3 separate regions of the Mus musculus genome follow, and all the other regions are linked to region 1. The links are chromatin contacts, called in public Hi-C and HiChIP or PLAC-seq maps. All regions are on one chromosome and are shown on one strand. Each heading gives the region's core, a stretch centred on a gene start, on an enhancer-like site or on the middle of the called end of the contact. The rest is flanking DNA. Distances are from core to core; before and after follow the strand shown. Region 1 holds the start of Gas1 (growth arrest specific 1). Region 2 overlaps Gm46420 (a long non-coding RNA gene). Region 3 has its middle 21 kb from the start of Gm5084.

Region 1 (3,572 bases), core at 362-2,861:
GCTCTCAGGATCTAACTAGCTGTCCTTAAACTTGCAGCGATCCTCCCGCTTCTGCCTGGGATAAACAGGCTTGCTGTACCACATCTGGCTAGTTTTTAAGGATAGATTTGCGTTTGTTTTCTATTACTAAATTCATGGTCCTAACCATGAATTAGGGTTAGGGTAGGAGCACGGTGGCTTCACACAGCTCAGTCTGCCTCTCTCATCCTGTGAGGTTTCAGAGACAGCTTCCTCAGCCTAGGCAGCCAGCTTTTCCCAAAAGCCAGGTTAATCCGTCAGGCCCTCACTCTCGCCCTTTCAAACTCTTTAACTCTTTGGAGAGGTGGACAGTCCACTTTCTGAACGCACTGCAGCTGGGGCTTCCTTTGCTTCAGCAGCGATTTAGCCTTAAATTTTGTGACAGACTGAGTTGATAGTCTCACCATGGAAAGGGGAGAGGAAGGAGCCAGTTTTTGACAGGCCACAGACTCGCGGTGCCTCTAGTGGCCAAAAGCTGCATTGCGCCACAGTTAAGGTCGCTTGAGAGAGTCCTGCTCTGACTGCAAAGCCCGCTCTGCTGGTGGCTTTTGCTTTAAACACAGCGAGGAACTGAAACGTGCAGTTTAAAGCACGTAGCGGGTCAATTTACCCTCGTCCTCTGTGCTGTAACTGCAGCCAGGTGGTAGCGCTCAGCATTCCCAGGGTTTTTAATGCTAAGATTTGTCATTGCCGTTCGTATTTAAAAAAAAAAATCGTGAGTAAAGAAATAGTTTCAGTTCTTTGGATTTCTTAGTTTGAAAACGATGTCCAGTGCGAGGGCCTTACCTGCCGGAAAGGGGGACTGAAAGCTGGTGGAAAGTGTCCTTCTTGTGGTGGTGGTAGAGGTCGTGGTTGTGATGGTGGCTCGGTGTGTGTGTGTGTGTGTGAGAGAGAGAGAGAGAGAGAGAGAGAGAGAGAGAGAGAGAGAGAGAGAGAGAGAGAGACAGAGAGAGAGACAGACAGAGAGAGACAGAGAGAGAGACAGACAGAGAGAGAGACAGAGAGAGACAGACAGAGACAGAGACAGAGAGAGAGAGAGAGAACCCGTGTGTGCCCGCGCGCGCAATCTGTGTCTAAGTTTTTAAAGTCTTACAATGAATTCTCAAAACTCCCTGCCTTCGCTATACCCCCCGAGGTGATCAGAACTCAGAGATGAGGAGCCTGAAAATTAAAGTGACTTTCGAACTTTCTCGGATGCAAAGATGGGGGATCAGTAAGAATTAATAAAAGTGTCCCCCCACCCAAACAAAAAGGGGGCGGAGGAAGGGAACAAAAAGGCCGGTGGCTGAGCCGGATGCAGGCAGCTGGCCCTAAGCCCTGCCCGCTGGCTCTGTGCGCGAGCTGGGGTTCGGTATCCCAGCCTCCTGAAGAGTGGGAGGAGCTGGGCCTGTGTCAGGCTCCCTAAGCCGTTCCTTTCAAGCCCTGAATGCCTGAATGTGAGCTGCCCACCGCCCTCCCCCACTCTGCAGCCCCACTCCAGCGGCTCGGAAAAAAAAAAAAAAGTTTCAACAACAACAGGCTGGACCAATAGCAGCTCGCAAAGCCGGGGAAGGGGGCCGAGCAAAGGGCGCCGGAGAGTGGAGAAAGGAGAAAGCGGGCAAGCCTGGAGCGCGCGGGGCCAGGGCTCGGCGAGCCGGAGGAGCGTTGCTAATGTTTTTGTTTGTTTGCTTTTCTATGCATGCATAATGAGGGGGCGCCGCGGCACCACACGGGGGCTCCCGGCCCACTTTTGTATTTAAAGCCTCGCGGCGAGCTAGTCCGCAGCCGGGCTCCGCGGATCCGCTCCCCAAGCTCCGGGTCTCGGAGCAGAGAAACGCTCCGAGTTTCGGGGTCCTCCCTGCGCCTGGCGCCCAGAACTTCCCGGAGCGCGGCCCAGACCGGGGTAGAGGGGGAGGGGACCAAGCGTCCTGGCCGCGGGAAGGCGGGATGCCAGAGCTGCGAAGTGCTACGCGCCGCTGAGCCGGGAACCGAGGAGCCGCCGGCCGCACGACTGTCTGCAGGCGCCTAGCACCATGCACCCCCGGCGCCGCGCGCTCCTGCAGCTTCGCCGCGTCCCCCCGGAACGGCACTGAGCGCCTCCAACCGTCTACCGGACCCGGACCTGCGTCGCCGCGCTTCTCAGGGAGCCCCGGCCGCGGTGCCGGAGCGAACACCCGCCTTTACCAGCCGCGGGGCCGCCGGCATGGATGGATGAGGACGCCCATGCCAGAAGTGCGCGGAACTCGGACAAACTTTTCCAGCGGCCCCGCGGCCGCCACCCGAGCCTCGTCTCCGCTCCGCACCGCGTCCGGCGGCCGCTGCTGCCCGCGATGCTAGCCGCGCTGCTGGGCGGCGCCGGGGCCCGCACGGGGACCTTGCCGGGCGCCTTGCTGTGCCTGATGGCGCTGCTGCAGCTGCTGTGCTCGGCACCGCGGGGCTCGGGGCTAGCGCACGGCCGCCGCCTCATCTGCTGGCAGGCGCTGCTGCAGTGTCAGGGCGAGCCCGACTGCAGCTACGCCTACAGCCAGTACGCCGAGGCTTGTGCGCCGGTGCTAGCGCAGCGCGGCGGGGCTGATGCTCCGGGGCCCGCCGGCGCCTTCCCCGCCTCGGCCGCGTCCTCGCCGCGCTGGCGCTGCCCGAGCCACTGCATCTCGGCGCTTATCCAGCTCAACCACACGCGCCGCGGGCCCGCGCTGGAGGACTGCGACTGCGCGCAGGACGAACACTGCAGGTCCACCAAGCGCGCCATCGAGCCCTGTCTGCCGCGCACCAGCAGCGTGGGCCCGGGCGCGGGAGCGGGCTCGGTCATGGGCTGCACTGAGGCCCGGCGGCGCTGCGACCGGGACAGCCGCTGCAACCTGGCGCTCAGCCGCTACCTGGCCTACTGCGGCAAGCTTTTCAACGGGCTGCGCTGCACAGACGAGTGCCGCGCGGTCATCGAGGACATGCTGGCCGTGCCCAAGGCGGCGCTGCTCAACGACTGCGTGTGCGATGGGCTGGAGCGGCCCATCTGCGAATCGGTCAAAGAGAACATGGCCCGCCTGTGCTTCGGCCCAGATGCGAGCAACGGTCCGGGCAGCAGCGGCTCGGACGGGGGCCTGGACGACTACTACGACGAAGAATATGACGACGAGCAGCGCGCTGGGGCCGCGGGCGGCGAGCAACCCCTGGACGACGACGACGGCCTTGCGCGCCCGGGCGGCGGCGCTGCTGCGGCGGGCGGCCGCGGAGACTTGCCCCACGGTCCCGGGCGCAGGAGCAGCAGCAGCGGCAGTGGAGGCCACTGGGCGAATCGAAGCGCCTGGACCCCGTTTGCCTGTTTGCTGCTGCTGTTGCTCCTGCTGCTCGGGTCACACTTGTAGCTCCTGCGCCCCTGCTGCAGGCTGCTCCAGGCCGGTATGCACGACCCAGCTGGTTCCCGAGCAGGGCACCTGTGGCTCGGAGACCGGAGATGGTCGGGAACACTGACCCACACTCTTCCTGGGTGGACAGGGCCCAGCTCGTACCGCAGCCAACATGTTCGGCCCTCTTCTGTGCGGTTTTCCAGGCTGCAGAGATAACCGGCTGATCTATAC
Region 2 (3,572 bases), core at 379-2,878, 55 kb after region 1:
GAAAACCAGAGAGGAGATAAGGCATCCGGGGCTGGGGCGCACTGTTCATTCCCAGCCTTCATCTGTGTCACAAAGGAAAGGAATGGCCACAGGGAAACCTCAAGACCAAAAGCAAAGGACAGATGCAAGGATAAAGTCCTTCACACTAGCAGCCAGAGGAAGGCTTGGACGTAAACACCAGCAAGCCCTCCAGAAAGCCCACAGCACCACCGGAAGCAGTGTTAGTGTCCCAGTCGCATTAGAAGGTAGACTTTAAAATATTCAGGAGGGACAGAAAACTTTCTGCAGGTGTGCTGTCTCACAGAGGTCATTTGCACTACATTCTGTTGATGGCTGGCATGTTTTTAATATTTTGCCAAACTGTCCTACACATACAAGAGACAGTTTGCTTCTCAAAGAGAAGAAAATGATACAGTGATTAATAACAAAAATAAAACTTGCTTTTATGTATATATATATTTAAGTGTTAAATTTGACCCGATCAACATGCCTAACCATTGTGTCCTCTGAGTGGAAGCAGGTTTGAAGCCCAGACAATTATCACAATTCACATTTAAATGAAAGCTGGCTGGATTGATTTGTAACGACACAATTTATTTGGTAATAATGGCATTCCTTGAGTTGAGCCAGCAAAACAAAGGTTGATTTACTCCCTAATAACAAAGACAAATGGCCCTTCTGCTGGCTTCCTCCTTCCTCTCTGGGTGAAGGGCCAGGCTGCCAGCCGACTCCTCTCCCTCTCAGCAGGGCCATTCTAGACTGACTTAGCATGCAATAGTCTGTATGATGTTTTCAAGTCTGGAGGACAAGACTGTCATCTGGACCGGGTCCAAAGATGTACCATTTCCTGGTGGCTGAGTGGAGAACGGCTGAAGAACGGCTGCTCTGAGATATGGTCTGACTGTGGATATGAGCCTTCTACGAAGACACACAGGCCGGTAGGAGTGACTGACTGGTGGACAGAAGGGACCAGAGTGACTCCTGCACAGAGTAGGCTGAGACCTACGAGCCCTTGAAAATGAGGTTCTCGGAGGTGACACTCGGCACAGGCAGTCACAGGGATCCTCTCGGTAGTGCCTCTGTTGAAATCACAGGAGGCGTGATCACGCTGGCGAAAAGTCTCGGGACCCTGAAACCAAACTAGGAGCAAGTGGCTTCCCGGCTGAGCTGGCCCCAGGTGACCACATCCCCTCACTTTCCTGGCCAGCTTTGCCTTGAGAGTCAGCAGCCTCCTTTCTAACTGGAGGTCTCCGCCTGAGAGCGGTCAGAGCATTTGGCTCGCCTCTCTCCCGCATACCACTCTGTTTTTTCAAGATCAATTGACATAATGAGAAGAGCTTAGATCAGAAGCCACCACTTGGGTAATTAAACCTCGAGACCTCATTTGCATGCGATTAAAACGTGATACAACCTATTCACTTAATGAGACAGAACAGCTCCCATTCAGTGCTTAGGAATATGCCAGGAAGATTGTCCGGCCTTCCTTTGCCGCATGGAAGTTGCTGGGGCCTGGGTGGGAGAGGTCTTCGCAACCTAAAAAGCCCAGGGCTCCAGTAAACCCCGTACACCGGCCTCGTGGCAGCCCCAGGTCGCAACAAGGACAACTGGAGGAGGCTGAAAAAAAATTGGCAACCTTGGTCATCTGACTTTGGACATTGTGCGGGATGTGAACAGCACGAGGGAGCAGTGAGGAGCTGAGGCGCTGAGAAGACTGCAGGGAAAACGAACAAGAGGGCGGAAACAAGGAGAAAACTAAATTGCAAAGTAGAAAAAGAAAATGAGGTACTCGGTTCTCCAGCTCCACTGCAGAGAACACTTCAGAACAGAAGAAAGAAAAGTACCAGAAAGAAAGAAAAACGAAAATTAAAAAAGGAAAATGTCAAAGGCAAGGGTGGGGGGGAGGAAAAAGGGGAAAACATTGTTCCCCTAACCACCCGAATTCCCCCCAAAGTTCATCCTACCTTGGGAAATCTATTTTTAAAATGATTTTTATCTTTCCTTGGAATTGCTATATACTTGAGCCTCTTCACGTGTTGGGACCCTTCTCCTCCCTCTGGCCATCTGTATTCATCTGTCTTGCTACTGGGCAGCCATGTCTCAGGTATAGACATTTACACACGCAGAGCACACCATTCTTGGTATTTGTGTTTCTGCGAGCTTGGCTTGTGTCGCTTGAGAAGTTAACCATAACATCGCTTTTCCACAGTCAAACAAGTAATCTACACAGGAGCTACCCAGTCCTGCCCACATTCTAGGGGTGAAGCGGAGTCTGTGGAAGGGATGCATAATGGATAAAGAAAGGGAAGGTCTTCACTGTTTCTCTTAAATCGCCAGGCTTGAAAAAAAAATCATTGAAGACCAAAGTGTTTTACTTAAGTAACTTTTTAAAGAATGGGATCTACAGGGAGCTAATAATCAAAGTATCTATAAAGTCTCATTTTTGTTTTGTTTTGTTTTGTTTTTGTTTTTGTTTTGTTTTTTTGTAATATGTGTTTCTAGAGCTTTCGGGATGTTTTTGTAAGGAGTTAGAATATTTGTTCCTTTTTAAAAGAGAACCACTTAGCTTATACTACAAAGTCTGGCAGGAAGATACTGCGCTGGCCAGGGTTACAAGGGTTGCTCCTGGGTTGATTCACTAATGTGCCATATTGGCATGTCTTACAATGATACCTCAAACACAGACCACTCTGTGTGGAAACAGAAAATTGTCATCACTAAAACAGATCTCCATTATTGCTAGTGTATATGATGCTTGTGCCCATGGGTACCGTGGAAGTTTTTAATAAATGTTTGGATATATTTGTTTGTTTGGTTTTCTTTTTACTTTTTTCCCATTTATTATTTATTCACTTTATATCTGATCACGGTTCCCCTCCCTCCTCACGCAGTCCCTCCCTCCACCTCCCCTCCCCTTTTCCTCTGAGTACCCCCTTCCACACTGGCAACACCAAGTCTCTGCAGGGCTAGGTACATCATCTCTGAGGCCAGACAAGGCATCCAGTTAGGGGAATGAAGTCCAAAGACAGGCTACAGCTTTAGGGACAGCCCCTGCTTCAGTTGTTGGAAACCCACGTGAAGACTGAGCTGTATCTCCTACATATGTGCAGGGGACTATGCCCAGCCTGTGGATGCTCTTTGGTTGATAGTTCAGTCTCTGAGAGCCCCGAGGGTCCAAGTTAGTTGACTCTGTTGGTTTTCCCATGGAGTTCCTATCTGCTTTAGGGCCCTCAATTCCACCCCCACCCCACCCCCTGATCTTCCATAAGAGTCTCTGCGCTCCATCCAATGTTTGGCTGTGGTCTCTGCATCTGTTTCTATCAGCTGCTGGATAGAAGTTATTCTAGGCTCCTGACTGCCAGTACAGCAGAGTATCATTGATAGTGTCAGGAATTGGTACTTACCCATGGGAAAAGTCGCAAGTTGGGCTGGTTAATTGATAGGCTATTCCCTCGGTCTCTGCTCCATCTTTGTCTCTGCATTTCTTGCAGACAGGACAAATTTTGGGTCAAAAGTTTTGTGGGTGGGTTGGTTGGTATCCTTATTCATCCACTAGGGTCCTGCAGGGCTATAGG
Region 3 (3,572 bases), core at 803-3,302, 49 kb before region 1:
GGAGAGGGGATTCTTTAAGATAGGAGGCCAAGGCATTCCTGGGGGTGGGGGTGGGGGGAGAGAGAGGGAGAGAGAGAGAGAGAGAGAGAGAGAGAGAGAGAGAGAGAGGAAGGAAGGAAGGAAGGAAGGAAGGAAGGAAGGAAGGAAGGAAGGAAAGAAGAAAGAAGAAAGGGGGAAAAGGTAAAGAGACAAAAAGATAATGTTTCAGATCTTCCTGATAAGCCAAGGCAATGTGCTCTTCCCAGTGTGTAAGGTTTAGCATAGCTGACTATAGAGAGCATTCCAGACAGTCATTAGGTAAGACCTGAAGGCCATGGTAAGTCAGCACAGTCATTGCTTGGCTTGTTACTGCTCTCCTTTTTACGTATAAGTGCACACAGTGTGGTATTGGGAATTAATATTTAACACAGTGAACTGCCAAGTCTGAACCCAAGTGAGGAGTTTCTAGGCAGCGGGAAGAAGTGAAGCTATAGGTGCCGACATTCATCTCACTGAGGCGGGTCTGTGTCTTCAGGCTGGAGTAACTCTCCTGCTACGCTTTAACCTAGCCCCTCAAAGTCAAGTCTGGTCCCTCCCCACAAACCTACCACCTTCCAAAGTACTACTGAACCAGACATCTGAGCCCCAGGAGCTGCATGTACCATGTTCCCGTGCTGGTGAACAGGTCACCTAGACTCTACGAATGCCTTCACCTTCCAACCTTCATGGTTGGCCAGAGAGGGGAGGTCTGAGTGTGGGGGTGGAAGTTGGGTTGAGGCACATTGATCATTACATCTTCCCATTGACCACTGCCTGCGAAACTCTTCCTACTGCAGACGCCTGTTTGGGAATTCTCTGTGCCAAGGAATGATATAGGAGGAATACATTTCAAAAAGCAAACATCAAAGTACCCTCTAGCAAGTTTCTATGGGGACCAAGAATGAGATTTTGCGGACCAGTAAAGCTTCAGAGATAGGAAGCTTGAGTTCATCATTGCACCTTTATGCTGCCCATCAGCTGTTGAGGGATGGCTCTCCTCTGCACTCCTTATCTGTTCATCACATGGCCTGCTAAGGGTTTGGTGGTAAAGGAAAGTCAGCACACTGTCAGTGTGTGGTGGCACGGATGGCCATCTTGACTTCCCCTAAGTTCTTGTCTGGACCAGCACACCTCGACCTATCAGATGGGAACTGAGAAGCAGACTGCTCCAGGCCTCTGTGGTCCAGCCTATGAGAGGAAAGAAGAGATTGAGGATGGCCCTGAACAGCAGGGAGCATCACACACATCCCCCGGAAGTCGCAGCTCAAACTTTGCACCATGCCTGAGAATGAGTTTGCCCACAGCGTCTGGCGAGCAAACAAATACAGAAACTCTTCAAACTTCACTGGAGTGGAGGGGTGGGTGCCGGGATGGTGTTATACACCTTATCAAAAGCTCAAATTGATTCAGATCCAATTAGAACCACTTTTGTCAAAATCCCAAAGATGTCAAAAGACACGGAAGCAACAGAAAGATGGAAACTGTCTCCAGCAGCCAGCACACGGTACCCACGGCTTTCTTTTGTCCACCCCTGCCCCCACCCCCACCCCCTAGCTCTCTCTTGTTTTCATCCACAGCCTCTCCAGAGCAGCCTTGGAAGACCTTGGACGACCACAGGGTAGGATAACATCTCCCTCTGAAATCCAGAGAGCAGCTGGTTTTTTACTCAGCAGCAAACAGGAATGCCATTTCCTTACTTCTCCAGACATGCTTGCACCATAGAAATAGCCGGGTCGAAGGACTGAGTATTTCTATGCACAGGCTCCTTCTTTTTTTTTTCCACAGACTTCTAACTTAATAAGGAACGGCTGGATACTGTAACTTTTTGGCAGAGAGAGGGAAAAAAAAGAGAAAAGGGGAGAGAGCCAGAGGGGAGGGGAAAAGAGAGGGAGGGAGGGAAGGGAAAGGGGGGGGCTCTTTTTCAAGACGGAATTGTTTACGATCTTTGTCTGGCTGGTGCCACCTGACCCCCTGGGAAGGGTAGAGTTTCTCCACATCCATCACGCCTACAGAGGGCTGTGTCAGGAGCCCGGAGGCCCTCCCCCTGCCCATCTATGACTGATGAATCACTGCAGTGCTCTGAGACACCCAGGCTGGACTGGAGAAGGTACATTCCCACCTCGCTCAGGACACTGTTGCTTTTGTGAGCACACTCCTCCCTTGTCTCTGCATCTCCCGCCTCTCATCTCATCTCTGCGGAGACCTACCTATGCAAGGGGTTGCTTTTCCCAAAATGTCGCCGGAAACCATCAGCATTCCAATGTGAGCAAAATGGCTGTGCCTGTAATAAACTGGGGCCTAGCCATTAAGGTATCAGGATCCCAAAGAGCATTTTGCAACACAGAGAGGCTGATGTCAGGCCTGACAAGATAGTTATCTGGTAAGAGCACAGACATTTCTCCAACCTGGCTCTCCACCCAGGAAAACACTGTGAATGGCTTAGGCTTTGGCTTTCTCTGGGAGCTCAGTTTCTAGCATGTTGGCAGAGCTCCAGCCTGATTTATAAACCTTCTGAAGCTCCCCTGCTTATCTGTCAAAGTGAAATTTAGATAAAGTTCCTCTGCAAGTAGAGATCAGGCCCAGCTGAATTGCAGCCATTAAATAGGCCTGGAAACTCCCTGTCAAGCACCGAAGCCAGCTCATCTTAGTATTGCATAGAAGAATCTTGAAGAACTACGGCACCGGGTCACACTATTTCATCTCTAAGAATCCCACCCCCGAAATTAATAAAGGCATTCTTTACTATCACATCTGATAAAGTGTCGAAGATTGCTGAATGGCCCTCAGTTCTTCCCAAGAATTACAACAGTTCTGGAAAGTCCTTTACATACATAAACACACACACACACACACACACACACACACACACACACACACACCATATACCAGAAACTGCAAAGTAGGCTTGAGTCCAAAACTAGAGCATGCAGAGCTGTCCTGAGACAGTGACAGCCAGAGGAAACTGGTCCTATCTAAAGGTCACTCACTGTCCCATACCCCGTACACAAGTACACAAGTCTGACACTTAATGTTTTTAAGAAAAGTCATCGATTCCGATGCTTGGGTGCAAGCTTTGAATGGTAGCCTCCGATTCAGCTTCAAGCCAAACAACATGTATGCAGAAGGATCTATCTATTACATAGTATGGAGGTATGACTCTTAGCAATTCACAGTGTTTCTAAACGATTACAAAAGTGTGACATTCCACAACATGGATAAATGATATGCATGAGATGGTAACATTAATTACCTTAGTTTGATCATTAAACAGTGCATATGTATGTCTAAGTTATCAAACTGCACCCCACAAAATATGCACAGAAAAGTACAGTTGGGCATGCAGATTTAGGCCTGCAGTTCTTAGCTGAGGTGGGAGAATTGTTGAGTTCAACGCCAAACTAAGCTAAGTAGCAAATTCCAGGCCAGCCTAGTCTATAAAGCAACCTTCTGCCAAAAGTATCAGTCAGTCAATTAAGCTAATTGACCATCCATGAACAAAGATATCTGACTTCTGAGTTTAAAGCCACGTGACACTGGTTTTAAATATCTGAAAC

Evidence for each region. Hi-C and Micro-C count contacts between places; a contact is called where the count stands out from the background. HiChIP or PLAC-seq counts read pairs in DNA pulled down with a chosen protein or histone mark.
Region 2: a contact with region 1 is called in an H3K4me3 HiChIP or PLAC-seq map of embryonic forebrain, with 2.3 times the contacts expected there. The contact joins the enhancer-like site here to the promoter of Gas1 in region 1. A contact is called at or near these places in 3 of 39 promoter capture datasets (liver and pre-B cells), 35 of 484 Hi-C or Micro-C datasets (the 3T3-L1 cell line, 3T3-L1-derived adipocytes, the C3H10T1/2 cell line and 20 more), 9 of 115 datasets of contacts at active chromatin or transcription factors (cardiomyocytes, differentiating embryonic stem cells, embryonic forebrain and 6 more) and 3 of 9 other capture datasets (adipose tissue, liver and pancreatic islet).
Region 3: a contact with region 1 is called in a Hi-C map of embryonic fibroblasts, with 4 times the contacts expected there. The contact joins the enhancer-like site here to the promoter of Gas1 in region 1. A contact is called at or near these places in 8 of 39 promoter capture datasets (the 3T3-L1 cell line, 3T3-L1-derived adipocytes, cranial neural crest and 4 more), 16 of 484 Hi-C or Micro-C datasets (the 3T3-L1 cell line, 3T3-L1-derived adipocytes, the C2C12 cell line and 7 more) and 2 of 9 other capture datasets (adipose tissue and liver).

Annotation. Positions count from the first base shown.
Region 1 is chr13:60,175,574-60,179,145 of GRCm38.p6, reverse strand. Gas1 (growth arrest specific 1) reads left to right here and starts at 1,611. Exons shown (of 1, transcript NM_008086.2): 1 at 1,611-3,572. The coding sequence starts at 2,205. The coding sequence ends at 3,359.
Region 2 is chr13:60,120,602-60,124,173 of GRCm38.p6, reverse strand. The region is part of intron 1 of Gm46420 (a long non-coding RNA gene); the gene reads left to right. Among named protein-coding and RNA genes, the nearest start is that of Gm46420, 4.0 kb to the left of the region's middle. Within about 2 kb of position 1,628, at least 6 of the 459 cell types and tissues checked have an H3K27ac peak or open chromatin away from gene starts, as enhancers often do. A contact at or near this core is called in embryonic forebrain, where this site is marked.
Region 3 is chr13:60,224,846-60,228,417 of GRCm38.p6, reverse strand. No RefSeq gene overlaps it. Among named protein-coding and RNA genes, the nearest start is that of Gm5084, 21 kb to the right of the region's middle. Within about 2 kb of position 2,052, at least 77 of the 459 cell types and tissues checked have an H3K27ac peak or open chromatin away from gene starts, as enhancers often do. A contact at or near this core is called in the C2C12 cell line, the N1E-115 cell line, adipose tissue and 4 more, where this site is marked.